Linked DNA regions of Mus musculus: region 1 is linked to region 2. A link is a contact called in public HiChIP or PLAC-seq data. All regions are on one chromosome and are shown on one strand. The core of a region is the stretch at or near the end of the contact, and the rest is flanking DNA. Distances in the headings are between cores, read along the strand shown. Region 1 overlaps Mvp (major vault protein). Region 2 holds the start of Taok2 (TAO kinase 2).

Region 1 (4,966 bases), core at 530-3,029, 110 kb after region 2:
AAACAAACAATGGAAGACAGACATATGCTGGGCAGTACTGGTAAACACCTTTAATCCCAGCCCTTGGGAGGTAGAGGCAGGCAATCTCTGAGTTCCAGGCCAGCCTGGTCTACACAGAAAAACTCTGTCTCAAAAACAAAACAAAACAAAAACAAAACACATACACACACACCTCACTTCTCTGGCTTCACGTGGTTCCTCTTGCTTTCCCTGCAGGCCCTCCCTCCTTCCTGCCTGCCCATCCACCACAGTGCTGCAGTCATTCCCACCTGTCACCCGTTCCTTGCCATCCCGGTCAAAGCATTCCTTGCGGGCCCTGAGCCGCAGAGCTTGGTTCTGTTTGATGACTGTGGCCTGAATGATCTCCACGACTTCCACCTCCTTCTGTGGGATGTAGGTGCCTGGGGAAGGAGAGGAGGAGACAGCTGATGCTCACAGCCAAAGATGTCAGGGTTATGGGAGAAAGGCAGGAAGCCCCGGCCCAGACAAGCACCAAGAGATGGGGACAGAACTCACCAGGTCCCTCAAACAGCCACTCGTCTCCTGCCATGACCTTGTCTCCATTCTTATCTTCAAAGTCCAGCAATGCCTTCAGATGCAGGGCAGTGTTGGGCAGAACCACCTGCAGCGGGGTGATGTCCTGCAGGGAAAGAAGGGTCATGAGTGTTCAAGCTGTGATTCCGAGCTCAAACCTGATACTTGGAGACCAGAGCCACAGCACCAGTCTCTGAGAGGTCCACACTGCTGTGGATCAGAACAGGGCCTTGTGAATGCTGAGCAAGTGTTCTCCCACCGAGCCACACACCCAGCCATCTTTGTGTATCTCCATTAAAATCCTAGTGTGATATACAAGGTAGGAGTGGGCCCAGGGCCACCAGGTCTGAAGAACTAAGGAGGATGTCACTGCTCCTGAGCCAAGGGCACTCTCTTCTGACTGTCGAGGACAAGTGTAAGGAGGGGACCTAGTGGGAAACTGGGAGAGACATTTAGGCAGCCGAACACCACCTGCAGGACCTGGTTCACACTGATGTGCTAGAACAGGGGTTCTTAGCCTGTGGGTCATGACCCCTCCGGGGTTACATATCAGAGATGTATATTAGGATTCAAAAGAGTAGTTATGAAGTAGCGATTTGGGGATCACCACAACATGAGGGACTGTATAGGGCGGCAGCATTAGGAAGACTGAGAATCACTGAACTAGGAAGGATTTGAAATTCAAACATAAAGCGGGGTGTAGTGGCACACGCCTATAATCACAGCACCTGATAAACGCCAACAGGCGAAGCAGGGATGGAATTGCACAGCAAGTTCTAAGTCAGCTTGGGCTACATGCAACCGTGCCCCCAAAAAGCAAAAAAGAGAAAGGAGGACGGAATAAAGGGGTGTAAAATGCAGGTTTTAATCTTGTAGCTTTGCTTTCAGTATTGCCTTGTGCTCGTAGGAAGGGGAGGCCTTACAAAAGCAGATGAACCTAAAAGTTTATAAAAATGACTAGATTTGGTCTCTGAAAATATTCTAAACGAGGCAGGAAAGATGAGCAGATACGTGTGAGCTGAACTAGCCTACAAAGCTGTTAAAGAATAGTGTCAGGACATTCACCCGAGTGATGCCCGTATTCCCCGTGTAGGTCTGCGCTGTAGAGGTGGGCAGCCACTTTATCTCCTGGCCTCACTCTGGGATGGAGAAAACAGATCTCCCGATCGGCTTCTGTCTAACCTAGACTTGCCTCAAGATCACCATCTTCCTGCCTCTGCTCTCTAAGGCACATGTCCACACACCTCGCTGTCATTTCCTGTCTGCTGCATCACAGAGCCACGGCACCTCCCTGGCCTGCTCCCTGCCTAAGTGACTAGGATGACAGTGACAACTGGCTGCCCCCACTGTTTCTTCCGTTCATTCGTCTAGCTTAGGCACTCCTTCGCCTGGTGGTATCTTGAACCAATACTGAAACTTAGAAAGAACAGAGCTGGGCTGGAGAGATGGCTCAGCAGAAGTCCTGAGTTCAATTTCCAGCAACCACATGGTGGCTCACAGCCATCTGTAATGAGATCTGATACCCTCTTCTGGTGTGTCTGAAGAGAGCAACAGTGCACTCACATAAAATAAATAAATAAGGGGGCTGGTGAGATGGCTCAGCGGTTAAGAGCACTGATTGCTCTTCCAGAGGTCCTGAGTTCAAATCCCAGCAACCACATGGTGGCTCACAACCACCCATAATGAGATCTGAAGACAGCTACAGTGTACTTACATATAATAAATAAATAAATAAATAAATAAATAGATGGATGGATGGATGGATGGATGGATAGATAGATAGATAGATAGATAGATAGGCAGATAGCTCCCTCTCCTTCTCTCTCTCTCTGCAGCAGGGTGGGGTGGTGGTGGTGGTGGTGGGAGGGTTTCTAGACAGGATTTCATTATGTAGCCCTGGCTGTCCTGGAGCTCACTCTGTAGACCAGGCTGGCCTTGAACTCAGAAATCCGCCTGCCTGTGCCTCCCGAGTGCTGGGACTAAAGGCGTGCGTCACCACTGCCCGGCTTCACGGATTCTTTCTAGGATTGCTTTGTCCTCGTTATTTATTGTTTCATTAAAATTTTCACTTTATGTATTCATGTGTGTATGTGTAGCTACACATGAATTACCATGCATGTTTGGAAGTCTGAGGAAAATGCTCGGGAGCTGGGTTCTCTCTTCCCAGCACAGGCACGGGTCTGGGGCACTGATCTCAGGTTGTCAGGCTTATGCAGCAAGTTCTTCTGGACCATCTCACTGACCCCTGGTTACTTCTATTGTCTTTCTCCCCAGCCGTGGACACACCCAGAGTTATGCTATTAGGCTCTCAAGAGCAAGAAGCACCCATTAGGATTTACAGATATAGAGCACTTGCCTAGCATACACAATGAACTAGGTTCTATCCTTAGCACTGGGGAAAAAAAAAAAGGAAAATTTAAGAGTGAGCTGGCAAGACTGCTCAATGGTGATGGCCCTTGCTGCCAAGCCTGGTGACCTGAGTTCAACCCCAGGACCCACATGGTGGAAGGACAGCACTGACCCCTGCAAGCTGTCCTCTGACCTCCGCATGCAGGTCTGTAGCAGGTGTGCATGCCCTGCCCCTGCCCCCATGAAATAAGGAGATACAATGTAACGATAACAGAAAAGGCACTGGCCAGTGGATAAAGTCACTTTAAAAGCATAAAATACCAAGCAGGTAGAGTTAGAACTATTTTAAAAACTTGGTAGACTCCCTTGCTTGGGAGCTCAAGCGATGGGGCAAATGGATGAGGGTCTGGCTATGATGGTGGTCCATGTCTGCATGGCAACATTCCCAGGCATATAGGCATGGATATTGTGAGCTAGTGTAAGTCTGTCTGAGGTGTGTGGGGAGAGCAGGGGAGTTAGAATGGAAGGACTGTGAGTCGTCTTTGCCCCTGATAAGAATCCATAGCTACCTCCTCAGCCCTTCCTACGGGAGCCGCCGCAGAGCAGGCAGCGTCTGCCTCAAGAGAGGAAAGCAAGGTACCTTTTCCAGCAGCTCCCCTGGGTACAGAGGGAAGGGGTCCTGGGCTAGTCGGATCTCCTGGTCAGCGTGCCGGAGCCGGACTTGTCCTGTGACGTCAAACAACACAGAACTCTGGGCGTCCCGGGACACAGGGTTGGCCACTATGCAGTAGTGGCGTGGTGGGACCGTCACCATGCGAACTGGGGCAAACAGTACCCTGTTGTAAGATAAGAAGGGGCGTGAGGAGCCAGGATGATGTTCCAAAGGAGACAGTAAAAGCAAGAGAAACCTCCCGGCCACCCAGATGAGGGTCATTCCCACCAGCCAGGCTGGGACAGCTCTACACCAACCTCTCATTGTCCTGCCGGATGTAGGTCTTTGGTCCAACCTCTACACGGGACACATTACTGTTCTGGTCCAGCACATGGATGTAGTGGTATGGGGGGATGCGGATGATGGCCTCTTCAGTTGCCATGGTGAATCCCAAGCCCCGGCCTAACCTGATTGCAGCACGAAAAAGGACAGGTGGAGAAGACAAAAGATTAAACAGGGCATTCGGGACAAAGCAGGGTAGTCCAAAATTTGCCTCCCCTTCCCAGCTCCCCTGATTGTCCCCTTCCTATTCCCACCTCCTCTGCTTTTTAAAACATAAAATATTTTACTTCATGTCATATGTACTTGCTTACATAAGTTTTTAAAAAAGATTTAGTTTATTTACATGAGTACACAATGTGTATATATACATGTACATACATATATATATATATATATACATACACACACACACACACACACACACACACACACACACACATACACACACACACCAGGCTGGCCTAGAACTCGAGATTCTCCTGCCTCAGCCTGGAATGACACACTGACACACCAGAAGAGGGCATTGGATCCCATTACAGATGGTTGTGAGCCACCATGTGGTTGCTGGGATTTGAACTCAGGACTCCTGGAAGAGCAGTCAGTGCTCTTACCTGCTGAGCCCTGCTTGCATAAGTTTATGTGCACTGTGTGCTTGCATGCAGGAGCCTTCAGAGACCAGATTCCCCGGAACTAGAGTTAGTGGCAGTTGTGAGCCACCATACGGGTGCTGGGGACTGAACTTGGTCCTCTGCAGGAGCAGTGAGCGCTTCTTCTTCTATATGTATATAATGTGACTTATTTTACATGCATGAATGTTTTGCCTGCACATATGTATGTGCACTTTGTATGTACCTGGGGCCCTGCAGAGGTCAGAGGAGGATGTCAGAACCCCTGGAGTTAGACTTAGAGGTGACTGAGTCACCCAATGTGGGTGCTGGGACTCAAACTTGGGTCCTCTCCAAGCACTCCTTACATCTGAGCCATCTCTCAGTGCTCTTCCTCCTGTTCCCCCTCTTCCTCCTCTTCCTTCCCCCTACACCCTCCTCCTGCCCCACCCCTACTTCTGAGATAGCTGGCCAACTCTGAGCT
Region 2 (5,089 bases), core at 1,858-4,357:
CAAAGCCCTCAGCAGAGTTGGACTCCTGAGGCAGAGTTCTAGCTACTTAAAAGTACCTAACAATTTCAGCATATAATTATATTCTGTGGCACATTGTTTCCTGTCCATGCTGTTAATTTTGTCTCCTTAGCTCAACTGGAAGCTGGCGGGTGGAAAAGGAGCTAGACTCTTTGTAGGCCCTTAGGGTGGGAAAGGCTCACAACTGACGGACTGGCTGCTCTCAGCTGCTTAGTCTGCTCAAGGCAGGCCCTCTTCTCTTGGAGCATAGTGGCAACCACCCCTCACCACACACCCACACAAAAGGCAGGGCATCACAACTTGCCAAGGGAACCCTCATGACTTCTTAACCAGAAACAAGCCTAAGACTGCCAACCCAGAACCTCAGGCCCCATGAAGAGTGGCAGCCACTGTAAAAACATCGTACAGGTCCCCTTCCTTACAATAACATTTGGGCAATCACCGTGGCCTGGGCTAAATCATAATCACCTTCGAAAGCCCACGTTGCAAAAGAATCCCTAAACTGACTGACCAGTGCGCCCATCTGCAACCTACAGCAAGCGCTTCAGGTAAACTGACTGACCAGTGCTCCCATCTGCAACCTACAGCAAGCGCTTCAGGTAAACTGACTGACCAGTGCGCCCATCTGCAACCTACAGCAAGCGCTTCAGGTAAACTGACTGACCAGTGCTCCCATCTGCAACCTACAGCAAGAGCTTCAGGTAAACTGACTGACCAGTGCTCCCATCTGCAACCTACAGCAAGCGCTTCAGGTAAGTGGCTTACCAGTCCTTTGGTAGGAGATTACAAAATCCCGCTACAGGAGATCTCACTCATACTCAGAGCACTTTGTAGACACCAAACAAATGGCTTTTCCTTCTCTGATTCCAGAGTTGCCAGAGGCTTTACTCCTGGGAGCGAGGGGGCACAGAGAGGGGCTCATTCTAACTCAACAGCTAAGAAAAGGCTAAAGCCATCACTTTTTAGAAGAGAGAACTATCTCTGGAACACGGGCCAAAGTGTGGGATCAGAGTAAAAATGAAGGTCACGTTAGAAAAACACCCATGAGGAAGAGCACAAAGCAGAGCTTCCTCTCAGGAAAAGCTCCTTCTGGAGAGGAAGATCATTACACCCCCAATTTCTAAACCTCACCCTGATACATTCCCCCGCGGGTCCCTCATCAAGCCCAGGCTCAGAAGAAGTGGGTATCCAGTCAGGGACAAGACTTGAGTTAAAATCCTGAATCTGTCACTCAGTGACCTTGAACAACTTTGCTGAGCATCAATGTTTTCAACTGTAAAATGGGAAGACAATAATAAGAGTTCCCACAGGTTGAGTAGGAGTATGTAGTATGGAAAAAAATGTATGCAAAAGCGCTCTGTAAAGGATAGGTCACTTGACAAATATATGAGATTATTTACACCATCTCAGCAAGAGACAGGGCTGGAGGAAATATTACCCCCTCACACACACACACACACACACACACACCTTTGCAAGGACAAAAACTCCAACTAAACCAAGCCAGAAAAAAATATAAGTTCCCAGTGTGGTGGCTTGCACCTGTAGTCAAAACTGTAAAGAGGTTAAAGACTGGACTCCAGGGCCAGATCGACCACCCAGGGCTACAGAAAGGCTGTCTCAATCTAAATAAATAAATAAGCCAGTCCACCTACATGGGAATCAACACCCTAGAGCAGTCTTGGGGAAAAAAAAAAAAAAAGAGTATAATAAAATCATGAAGAGGTGGTTGTGAGGGCAAAATTAATAAAGACTAGAAAGGTGGAAAGCCATTTGATTGGCTAAGCATCCTAGGGCGTGACCCTTGGTGACAAGACAGGCCCTGTCACCTGAGAGTACCCCTTCAACCAGACACAATGAAGGCAAGAGAAAGGGAGAAGAGGTAGCAACAGAAGCAGACTGGGCTGGCCAGAGACTGACCATGGGCCCAACAGGAATCCCTATCCTGAGGAGAGGGCCTACCCAGCCCCAGCTTCTCGGCATGGAGCTGACCAGAGGGGCTCATGCCCATACACCCATGTCTCTCACCTGGTAGGGGTCACTATGGTGCCCCAGCGCCTCCGCTTCCGCCTGGGGTACTCCAGTTGCTCTGACAAGCAGGGAGAGGGGCAAGGAGACCTTCCCCCTCGCCACCTCTTCCTCAGCTTTCGCCCTTCCTGAGGGGCGGGCCCGGGAAGCCTCCCCTGGAGGGGAGGGGGTGACAACCTGATCTGACCTCGCGGTCCAGTCCTCCCCCAACTCGAGGGCGACAGTTGCTGAATCCCGGATTTCCGATTGTGGGGTCTGAGCCCCGTATATTTGCAAGGGCTAAAAATGAGTCCGATATCTGATCGCTTGGAGGATGAACCCCGGATATTGGTGCACACAGGGTCCTGAATCCCAGGTATTTTAAATTCTATAAAACAGAGACCCAGGTTTGTAAAGGTTGGGACTTTGGGTCCCAGATATCTGATATACGAGGGTTTGATACCTGGGTATCTGAGAAACAAGGGACCAAGCCCCAAAATTTGGGACCCAGGGGCCTGAGCCCCAGGTCTTCGGCCACGACAAGGGGCCCACCCCGAGGACGCCCGGCTGCACGGCCCCTCTAAGGCTGGGGTCCGAGAGTGACAGCCCCTACTCCAGCCCTGGCCTACTCCCTTTCCCGTCCTCTCTCTCCGGAACAGCTGAAGGACTGTAGCGGAGGCGCTGCTGATGGTCCCTGTGCCTCACTCCCTTTCCTTTTCGTCTCAGCTTCTCACCGCACCACAGCCCTGCTCTCGTCCCGGCCTCCCTCTCTCTCCCTCTCTCTCTTCCTCCCAATTCCAAGATGGAGACCGGGCGGGAGCGCGCAGGCGCGGTATGCACGCCGGGCCAAAGGGGTGGGGCCCCAAAGGAAATAGCCCCGCCCCTCGCCAGTAGCCGCCGCGGCCCAGACGACAAGCTGCCTTCGAGCCCAAGTGCGCGCGCGCCCCGCCACGCGGATCCTTGGTGGGAAGAGGAGAGGAGAAAGGCTTGGCTTGCTTGGGGTGGAGCCCAAGCGCGCGGTCCAAGGACTGCTGGTGGAGAGAGCTGTGGCGCATGCGCCCGCCACGCTTTCGCGCTGCGACTGAGCCTGTTGCTAGGGGAAGCTCTGAGGGGGTGCTCTAGGAAGGAAAGCTGTGGTCTGCGCCTGCGTGCAGGGTAAAGGCTGAAAGGAGTAAAGCAAGGCTGCTGGCAGCTGGGCGCCGGAAAGGCGGGAAACCGGACCATTATTATGTTCACAAGTATCTAAACTAAACCTGAGCTCCCAAGTGCGAGAACGATGTGCCAAAGTTCGGAAAACCCAATGGGTCAAATCCCTACTGGAAAATTGAGGTCCAGTAGGATTGTATAACTTGCCAAAACGCATTAAGCATTTCATACACAGAACATCAATTTAAGTTCATGGAAGAAAACAAATGACAAAGTAGCACAGTTGTGTTCACAGTGTGTCTAAAGAGTATATAGTGCTAGATTAATGCTTACAATTCCAGCACTCAGCAAGCTGAGGCTGAGGCAGGAGGATACCAGTTCTGCAGGGTATGTAACCTAATGGAGTTCCAGTATCAAAAACAAAAAACAAACAGACACACAAACAAACAAAGAACAAAAAACCACAAATATTTTCCAAAGCAAATCCACCAACACGGCCACAGTTTTAAGTGACCTATGCCAACTTGTATTTCAAACTAAGGTCAACAAGGGTAACAAGACGCTAATCATCAGGAAACTAGAGAGGGTGACATCCAAAGATTTTGAGTTCCAGGCCAGGGGGCCCAGGCTTTTCATCCCAGCAACTTGAGAGGTAGAGGCAGGCAGATCTCTGAATTTGAAGCCAGCTAGGGCTCTATAGTGAGACGTGACAAAACAAGGCTGGGGAGCCTGTTCAGTGGTAGAGTGCTTGCCTGCCTAGTGTAGGCGAGGCTCTACATTCAACCCACAGTGCCACAAAATTGGACAGGAGCAAAATGACTAAGTATGTGCTTGCTGAGAAAAGGCTGGTAACCTGTGTTCTATCCCCTGAACCCATGCAAGGGTTGAGGAAGAGAGCACAACTGCTCTGGGACCCCCATGCACGGGCCATGGCATGAGCACACCCAATAAGAAAGAAAAGCCCCCATGGAGTGGTGGCATGTGCCTTTCATCCCAGCACTTAGGAGGCAAAGGCAGGAGGATCTCTGAGTTCTAGGCCAGCTTGGTCTGCAAAGTAAGTTCCAGAACAGCCAGGGATACATAGAGAAACTGTCTCGAAAAACAAAACAAAAAAATTCTTTTACGTCAACAAGGAAAAGTCCCCAGTATTTACTTTAATCCAATCCCCAGTAAGTACCTTACACAATAGTAGTCAAAAGCCATTTATTTTCCCACAGTCTAGTTCTTCACTTTTTGTAATAGGTCTTCTAAACTCAGAAGTGGGCCCCAAGAACTTGACCTGTACCTGGAGAAAAGGAAGAAAACAGGACAGGTAAGAAAACCCCTGGATGAATTTCTGCAAGGATTCAAAAATCAGAGGAAGCGACATCTAGGGATAGGTTCTGGCACTCAATCCCACTGGGGTAGCCTTGGAACTCTAGGATCAACCAGCAGCCAAAAAGCTAGATGCCTTTTCCCACTTCCGAGTGAATAGGCTCCACTGTTTCCTATTGTAAAAAGATGGGTGGTGAGGCCTGGCCCAAAGGAAAATTAGCAGTGTTCTCTGAGCTTCCAGTTCCTCTGGGCTGGATTCATTCCACAGTCTAGGCTGTTTCAGCTTCTCCCACAGAGATGTCCTAGCACACAGAGGCCAGCAGAACCTGGGGAGGGCTTAGGAGCAGGACGAAAAGCATGCAGCTCTCAAACGTGTGTGTGTGTGTGTGTGTGTGTGTGTGTGTGTGTGTGTGTGTGTGTGAGAGAGAGAGAGAGAGAGAGAGAGAGAGAGAGAGAGAGAAGATGAAGAGCTGTTCTGGATTGCTTTTATTCACTAAGAGAGATGTTGTAAATTAGTAGTATTAGTACTATGAGGACCTCATCTACTACATTTGCCAAGCTCTTTCCCTCCAAAGATCTAGTTAGCAGAGAAAACGGTTTTCTA

What was found. HiChIP or PLAC-seq counts read pairs in DNA pulled down with a chosen protein or histone mark.
Region 1: a contact with region 2 is called in an H3K4me3 HiChIP or PLAC-seq map of the SCID.adh cell line, with 18 read pairs. The contact joins the enhancer-like site here to the promoter of Taok2 in region 2. A contact is called at or near these places in 7 of 39 promoter capture datasets (the 3T3-L1 cell line, 3T3-L1-derived adipocytes, embryonic stem cells and 3 more), 2 of 484 Hi-C or Micro-C datasets (the G1E-ER4 cell line and bone marrow-derived macrophages), 15 of 115 datasets of contacts at active chromatin or transcription factors (the 230-238 cell line, the HPC-7 cell line, the SCID.adh cell line and 10 more) and 4 of 9 other capture datasets (adipose tissue, bone marrow-derived macrophages, liver and 1 more).

What each region holds. Positions count from the first base shown.
Region 1 is chr7:126,997,957-127,002,922 of GRCm38.p6, forward strand. Mvp (major vault protein) reads right to left here. Exons shown (of 15, transcript NM_080638.3): 2 at 3,853-4,002; 3 at 3,524-3,719; 4 at 517-640; 5 at 270-401. Among named protein-coding and RNA genes, the nearest start is that of Mvp, 14 kb to the right of the region's middle. Within about 2 kb of position 1,780, at least 21 of the 459 cell types and tissues checked have an H3K27ac peak or open chromatin away from gene starts, as enhancers often do. A contact at or near this core is called in the SCID.adh cell line, where this site is marked.
Region 2 is chr7:126,881,860-126,886,948 of GRCm38.p6, forward strand. Taok2 (TAO kinase 2) reads right to left here and starts at 3,108. Exons shown (of 16, transcript NM_001163775.2): 1 at 2,047-3,108. Tmem219 (transmembrane protein 219) reads right to left here. Exons shown (of 6, transcript NM_026827.1): 6 at 4,360-4,456.